Linked DNA regions of Mus musculus: region 1 is linked to region 2. The links are chromatin contacts, called in public Hi-C maps. All regions are on one chromosome and are shown on one strand. Each heading gives the region's core, a stretch centred on a gene start, on an enhancer-like site or on the middle of the called end of the contact. The rest is flanking DNA. Distances are from core to core; before and after follow the strand shown.

Evidence for each region. A called contact is a pair of places that touch in the nucleus more often than the background predicts.
Region 1: a Hi-C map of cerebellum shows a contact between it and region 2, with 2.3 times the contacts expected there. The contact joins two enhancer-like sites. A contact is called at or near these places in 1 of 484 Hi-C or Micro-C datasets (cerebellum) and 1 of 115 datasets of contacts at active chromatin or transcription factors (astrocytes).

What each region holds. Positions count from the first base shown.
Region 1 is chr4:13,776,548-13,780,547 of GRCm38.p6, forward strand. It overlaps a transcript of Runx1t1 not described here. Among named protein-coding and RNA genes, the nearest start is that of Runx1t1, 6.2 kb to the right of the region's middle. Within about 2 kb of position 2,499, at least 41 of the 459 cell types and tissues checked have an H3K27ac peak or open chromatin away from gene starts, as enhancers often do. A contact at or near this core is called in cerebellum, where this site is marked.
Region 2 is chr4:13,190,376-13,194,248 of GRCm38.p6, forward strand. No RefSeq gene overlaps it. Among named protein-coding and RNA genes, the nearest start is that of Gm46847, 84 kb to the left of the region's middle. Within about 2 kb of position 2,391, at least 4 of the 459 cell types and tissues checked have an H3K27ac peak or open chromatin away from gene starts, as enhancers often do. A contact at or near this core is called in cerebellum, where this site is marked.

The DNA.
Region 1 (4,000 bases), core at 1,249-3,748, 590 kb after region 2:
CGCATATATTTTGTATTTTCATTTATTTATTCACTTTACATCTCAATGCCCATCCCGCTCTCCTCCCATCCCCCTTCCCTCAGTTCTTCCTTTACCCCTTCCACTTTCCCTCTGAGAAGGGGAAGCCCCCCCCCCCCCTTGGGTATCACCCACCCTGGCACATCAAGTTTCTGTAGGACTAGGTGCATCCTCTCCCAAGTGTTCTTTTGGTGAATTCACAAACATAACTCCACTCCTGGCAATGAGTTCTCTACACTGCTTTTCCCAAAGTGATAAACATGTTGGACTTTGTAGAGAAGTTTCATGGGAATTATTAGAAAAGCAGCTTTGTATTCATATAATATTTATGGAAATAATATGTGTTTGAATATTTGTATACTGCGCCATGGGCAAGTGTATAATCATTTAACTAGCTGGTCTAGCCTGGTGTACCTGGCGACTGACCTGGCCTGGTGGTCTGTTGCTCACAGGCATTAAGCACCTGTGCCTGGTGCACCCTCTCTGCAGGTTTGCTCCTGTCTATTTATGTAGCATCCTCCTGCCTTTCCTTCAGAGTTTTTCTTCACCATCAATATGCACGTGGAGAAAGTAGTATAAAAATATACTTTTAGCCACTGTCAGTGTTCATAACTCACTCTCTACAAACAGACTCTTCACTAAAGCCCCACCCTGCCTCCTGAGCTCCCCAAGTTTTGCTAGGTTTTATCACCCGACCCACCCCCGACCCCCCCATAGTTTTTCAGAATGCAGGTGAGAACAGCCCAGTGCTATTATCAGCAGGGCACTGAGTTCACTAAGAGAGGACTGAGAAAGACTGAAAGACAAATGGCTAGTTGTGGTTTTCAGGTGAGCTTGCTCTGTTAATCTGGGCTGAAATGGACAGGAACAGGTGGTGTGGCGGAGGAGAGGATGGGTAGGGGTTGCTCTGGCCAAGAGCAGGTTGCCAGCTGGGCCAGTGATCTAGTTCTGTTGTCAGTGTACCCACAGCAGTGGAAAAGGGACCTTTTCACATAAAAGGCAATCTTGACAAACTTTCTGAAAACGTTAATGAGGTATAAATGAATAATCTTAGTAAGTTGAAGTGCTGAATTTGCTAAGCGAACTGAGCTGAGGTTCAAAGATTTGAAGCGCTACTGTATTTTCTATATTCCAATATACAGCAGTGTGGTGGGGCGGATGGGTGCGAACGCCGCTGGAGTCATTTTGTCTTGGTGCTGTAGCAGATGTGCTATACTGGGACCTCTGGACAGAGAAAGCACAGTTAGGGATGGAATTTGGTAATAAAACTCATTCTAGCTAAAAGTGGGTTTTTCTTTTTAAAGTTTGAATCTACATACAAATGTAACAAATTAGTGTATGTGTATAGATTTGAAGAATTTGCAATATGGAGAAAAGGTGATGGGAGTTTGTTAGAGATTAAAAAGTGCTGAGGAAAAAAATATGATCAGAAAAAAAAAATGTGGGCTCTTGTATTGCTGTGTCCTTGCTCCACCTGGTGGATTTTGCTGAAAGTGTTTAAGTCTGTGTTAATGAAAAGAATTAACCACTACACAGTTCCTCTGAGCATAGCAAGAGTCTTGTTGGTGTTTAAAATATTCCTATGTTTATGGTTTTTGTTCTGTAATTTCATTGCATTGAAAGAAATGTATATTATATAGAATCCATGTGGTTCAAACATATGTATGTTCGTTTTCGGAAATTTGGAATATTCCGAAAGTAACCCTCACATGAAATCCCCCTGCATAGGGCCATCATTACCAGTTCCACACTTAGTATTACTTATTCTGGAGCCCCAGCTGGTTCCGATCTTGCTCTGTAAATTAGCCTGGATTTGAACTTGTTCCACTCCTCTAAGCCTCTACTATTGGATTGGTTTTAAGGATAGATGTTATCAGAAGAGAACCAGCTTGCATTTTCGCTGATTTAAAAATACGTTGAATGTTTACTACTAAGTCAAAGAATGATGACAGGCATCGGGCTGATTATAATCATTTTTGCAGAACTGCTTCTCAGGCTCAAAGGTGGTGGTGTGTCAGTGTTTAGCAGAAAGGTTTTTTTCTCATTGAGCTTCATGTCCAAGACACAAAGGTAGAGACTAACGGTGCCTTATGCATTCATGGGGTTGGTAATATCTGTTGTTTGCTGGCCTTGTACAGACTGCTTTCTCTGGCAATCTTAAGAATTCAGTTGTGCTTTGATCAGCTTACTGCTTTCCTTAGGTTATTATTATTTTTTTAATCCCTTAGATTCTTACATCGCTGTAACAGAAGGTGAAGTTTTGAAAACAGTGTCTCCATATGCAAGGGATTTGGAGACCTTTTTATTGTCTTTAACACTGTCATTCATGGTCCTCATTAGCATTTATTGTTGCAAGCCTACAAGCAGAAAATGTGAAATTGGTATGTCATGAATAGCCCCACAGAGCTCTGGAGCCCTCTGATTTTGCCTGCAGTGTGGTGTGGGCTGGGCTTTGAGGGAAAGCTGTCCAGATGGCTGCCTGCACACAGCAGAGCTGCAGGTTTTTGTCTCTGGTGCTGAGAGGAGGGGAAGTTCACTGGAGCATACGCCATCACCCTTGCATTTTAACAAAACTAACTAGCCATTAGTCAAGATGGGAGGGTGATGACATCGAGACAAAGGTTTTCCATATAGTGTTACAAGCTGTGTCACAGGATAGGGCTGAGCTGCTAGGTACCTTCTCTTTTAACCCAGTGGGTTTTGTGGTTGGAAAACGAGATGGAAATGGTAACTTCTTTGCAAATTGGTGTGCAGGTGGGTCTTTTACAGATCTCTTTTTTAAATTTGTTTAAATTGGAAGATGATATTTTATGCTAAAAGAGTCTATAAAGCTAGGATTCCTCACTAGGGCTAAGAACCTAAGTGTTGTTTTATTTAAAAGCTGAAAAGAAAGAATTTAGACCATTTTTCCTGCAGAGAAATCTACTTTTAAGAACATTAGTACATTTAAGTCTCATTTACATAAAATAATGTTCAACCAATGTGTGTTAAAAACAGTTTTCAGATTTTAGAATTTCTTAAATGTTAGGTCTGAGAGTCAAAAGTTGTCAATTATAAAAGATATACAATAATAAATATACTGTGCTAGTATAAGATCATGGCCACTATTATAAACAAATAATAATTACAGATACAGGTTCTATTTTCTGTTAGCAAGTGATATTTTTGAGATTTCATTTTGCACAAATACTAGTAAACCTACACAGTGTGCACATAATAACAGACATATTTGCTTTCATATGCGGAGTGTGTATATATTTGAGGTTTTCTTCTTTTTTTCTCTTTCTCTTTCCTTCTGTTTCTCTCTCTGTGTCTCCCTCTCTGTCTCTGTTTCTGTCTCTCTCTTTTTGTCTCCCATTCATAAAGTCTTACTGTGCAGTTCTGACTGGCCTGAAACTTGCTATGTAGACCAGGCTGGTTTCAAAAATTCAGAGATTCACATGACTCTGTCTCCTGAGTATTGGTATTAAACATAGGCATCACCCTACCCACTGGATAACATATGTTGACCAGAATTCAAAATAAAATACATTGCTACATTGCTTCAAAAACTGCCAAAATGATTGTCAGTGCATATGTATGTATGTATGTATGTATGTATATATATGGAGGAAAATGCCACAGAGATTGGCTTATTAAGAAGACATTATTTTTTTGAGGCTGGAAGTTTCACACTAGTTTTAGAGCTCAGTATTAACCCACATAAGCTAACAGAGATAAAAAAGAAAAAGTCAAACTGAGTTTGTCATAAGACAAAGATGAACTGTAGAGCTGTGTTATAGCCATCTAGCTCCCTGCCTTCCCCTGGCCCAATAGAGTAGGATTTCTCCAAGGACCACATAGCATGGTCTCCCCAGGATGGAGGGGGCTTGTCCATCTAGTTGCAAGTGATCCAAGCAAAACAGCCTTTCTGCCTCTATAACGTCTGTCTAATCACCTACTAAGTCAACCTTCTCTCAGGTATGTTTCCTTTTAATCCCTT
Region 2 (3,873 bases), core at 1,141-3,640:
GGGCTCCTTCTCTTTAGGAATGGAAAACCTATGTTTGGGTTCTTATTTAGAATTCTGCGCACTTTTAGGAAAGTGGAGCTGTTTTGAAAAGGCCACATATAACTCAGTGAATTTCCCCGGGATTGATTGCACTTGCCTTAGCTAACAAGTGAGACATAATCACATGCTTTATTGGAACTTCTTAACATAAGGAAACATACTTAGTTTTCTGAAATTCACCTCCAAATTTTGCTTTGGATGTATTCTGTGAGACAAAAGTAGCTATATTTTTCTCTTACTTCTTAACCCAGACCACATAAATACTCTCAGGTTCAAATCATATCCTTCAAGAAATAGGCACTCAGTGAATGATTGCCTGGATGGTTTACTGTGTCATTTACTGTATGAGAGCTTAGAAACTATCAAGACAGATGTTTCTTCCCAGAACTTACATAATGAGAGAGGCTATTTTAATATATAACATCCCAGTAAACTATTATACAGAACAAAAGTGAGGTTATCAATCACTTGAACTCAATCCAACCTACCTATAACCCCTACATGGTCTTAAACATATTGAAATAGAAACTCTTAAAATTTGTAACATGAAGGTATCTAAATTATTATCATGGAAACAGTAAAGTTAAAATTTAACAGTAGCTATAGATAGGAGTATACAGTTTTATTTTTAGCCACTTAAATTAATTTATTTTCAATACCAATGCCATCTCTTGCTCACTAAAATAGAATCCATTGATTTTGATCCATGGCTTAACAAGATGCCTGGTAACAGGAATAATCCAGCGGAAAAATGAAAAAAAAATGTAAAAAAAATGTATTAATTTCATAGTTAGAGAAAGTGAATTTATTTGTGTTGCTGGTAATAGGGAGAATCAGGGACGTTAGAAATAGGTGTTCAGAAAGCTGCCTTGTGAGAGTTGCATGCTGTTGTGACTAAAGAGAAAAGGGACTGTGAGTGTCTAAAGCATGAGCCAAAGAGAAAGCATTGAACACAAACAGGTCTGCAGAGGTTATCAGAAAACATCAGTACAACCAGTGTTAGAATGCAGATAGAAAATCCTAAGAAGAACATAATTAACCCTAAACCACCACATCCAGGCTTGGGAATCACAACTCCAGAAGTCATGATTAACACAGAGAAATGACAAATTCAACCTGGGATGGAAGATATGGGGTGGGCCTCATGCTCCAGAGGAAGCTCTGGGTTCTTTCCTCTCTCACAGTCCCCTTTCTACTTCCACACACCCCAGACACACACATATACGCACACACTACACAATCTTTCATCTAGATTTAATATGTGAGCGAAAGAACAATGTCTGTCTTGCTGATTGTGGCTTGTTGTAATTAACACAATAAATTTAATTTTCTTGCAAGTGTTATGATTTCATTTTATCTTTGAGTGAATAATTTTTTTTTTACTTTTTATAAGATTGAGACTGTAATACAAGTATACAATGTGATTTTACACGCCCTTCACTGTTTCCTTCCATCATTTTTCCTTCCCAATTTTATGTCTCTGTCTGTCTGTGTCTCTCTGTATGTCTGTTTCTCTGTCAGTCTGTCTGTCTGTTTGGTCTGTCTATCTTACCTCTCTTCTCTCTCTCTCTCTCTCTCTCTCTCTCTCTCTCTCTCTCTCTCTCTCTCCCTCTCTCTCTCTCTCTCTCACACACATACACACACACACACACACACACACACACACACACACACATATTCCACATGGAGTCCACCTAGTGTGTCCAGTGTATGCACAGGTATAGGAGCATCTACTGGAGTGTGGGCAGTCTTGCAGGGATCTATCACATTCTTGAAGAAAACCGACTCTCTTCCTACAGCCATCAGTTTCCAATAGTTGTTCATATGGGGGTAGAATTTACCAACCATCCTCTCACTCGATGCTAGGATTTATGTCTGGCTTGACGGTGGGCAGGATTTGTGCATGCAGTCACAGCAAATGTCAGGCCATATGTGCAACTACCCGGTTGTCCAGTAGCTGACCAATCTGTTTCACTTTCATTTGCTTCTTAAGAATTCAAAATAAAACTCTGGTATAAAATTTAAGGAACTGGATTCTAGCACAGCCAAAATATTTAGCTGTGTCACCCACCACTTCTGGCTTTTACAATCTTTCTGACCCTTGTTTGGCAATGATTCTTGAGCCTTGGCAAGAGGATATGTATATTCCATTGAGGAATGAGCACTCTACAATATTTTTTGTGTGTTGGCCAGTTATAAATCTCTATGTGTATTTTCTTCTATTGATAAACATCTAGGCTGCTTTCATTCCATAGCTATTGTGAAGATGAAGCAATAAAGATAAATGTATACATATCTGAGTACTAGACCAACTTATAAGTCCCTCAGCAGATCACCAGGAATAGATGAGTTATATAGTAATTCTAATTTTAGGTTTTGAGGAAATGCCGTATTGGTTTTAGTTGCTGCACTGTACAGGAATAATTTCTCTACTTCTTTAACACTATTTCTTGTGTTTCTCAATGACAACTATTCATATTAGAGTAAGATAGAATCTTAAAACAGTTTTTAAATTGTATTATTCTGAAGTCTAAGAATATTTTCTAACATTTCCTCAAATACTTACTAGTCATTTTTATTTATTATTTTGAGAACTGTCTCTATAACTCATTTGTCCATTTATTATTTAGAAGACATCTTAATGGAGATGAAAGGAAAGAAAAAAGGAAAGAGTAACAGTATACATGGGACACGAAAGCAGAAGAAACTATGGTTTAGTGGAACCAATGAGACCAGCAAGAGAGAAAGAGGGGGGATGGGCAGGACAATGGGAGAGAAAAATTAATAAGAAGAATGTATACTGCCATATATGAGTGCAAATAATAATGTAACCTATCATCTTGTATGGTAACTTAAAAAGTAATATAAGGAACTATATGACTTTTTACTGTCTCAACTCTGTTACACAGAGATGGGACAGACAGAATCAGAGACAGACACAGAGAACACATTCTTATGGAGCATGGTCCCTGTAACTTCAACAAATAGACCCTGAAAACATTCTAAGATTTGTCTCATTATGGCAAAAATATTTTTTAAAAATTAGATCATAGTAACATTTGTCCAACTGGAGCTAGTATTCCCAAATGGAACTTCTATGTAAAACGGTTTGCTTCTTAACCCACCTTGTGTATCATGGTACATTCCCATCAGCCACTATGCCCTAGACACAGCACAGCAGGATGTCTGAGGAGCAGTGCATGAATATATACCAGCACTTTGCATGTCTGCTGGGATTGCTGAAATTCAAACTCAGTAACTGTCACACTGTGGCAGTAAAAAGGACCTGCGTTTTGAAGCTGGACAGAATGATCATTCTTTGGTAATTGACTGTGTCACCTTGATCCAGCCATTCAGCCTGAGACACATGGACAATGGAAAATACATTTGCTAATGGCTTTTAAGTGTCTGGCTCATGTAGCTGACCAATGTGTGTCACCTTCATTTGCTTCGTAAGAATTCAAAATAAAACTCTGGAATAAAATTTAAAGAACTGGATTCTAGCACAGCCAAAATGTTTCTTTTTCTTCAATAAAATATCTGAGAACTGAACAAGAAGCAATTCTTCTCTCTCGAGGTTGAATAGATTATTAAACCCTGCCAACTTTCTTCTTTCTTGTTGTCTTCTGCCTGCATACCAATAAGGCTCATATATCCCAGTGGTACTTCAGACTCAGCATGTCCAAAATAAAACAGTATCTTCCAACCAAGGACATCTTAATGAATTCTCCATGACCATTAATGACACCAATAGTCTCCCAGTTCTCTACGGTATCCAAGTATTCTCAACATAGACTCTCTGTCTCTCTGTCTTTCTGTCTCTCTCTCTCTTGC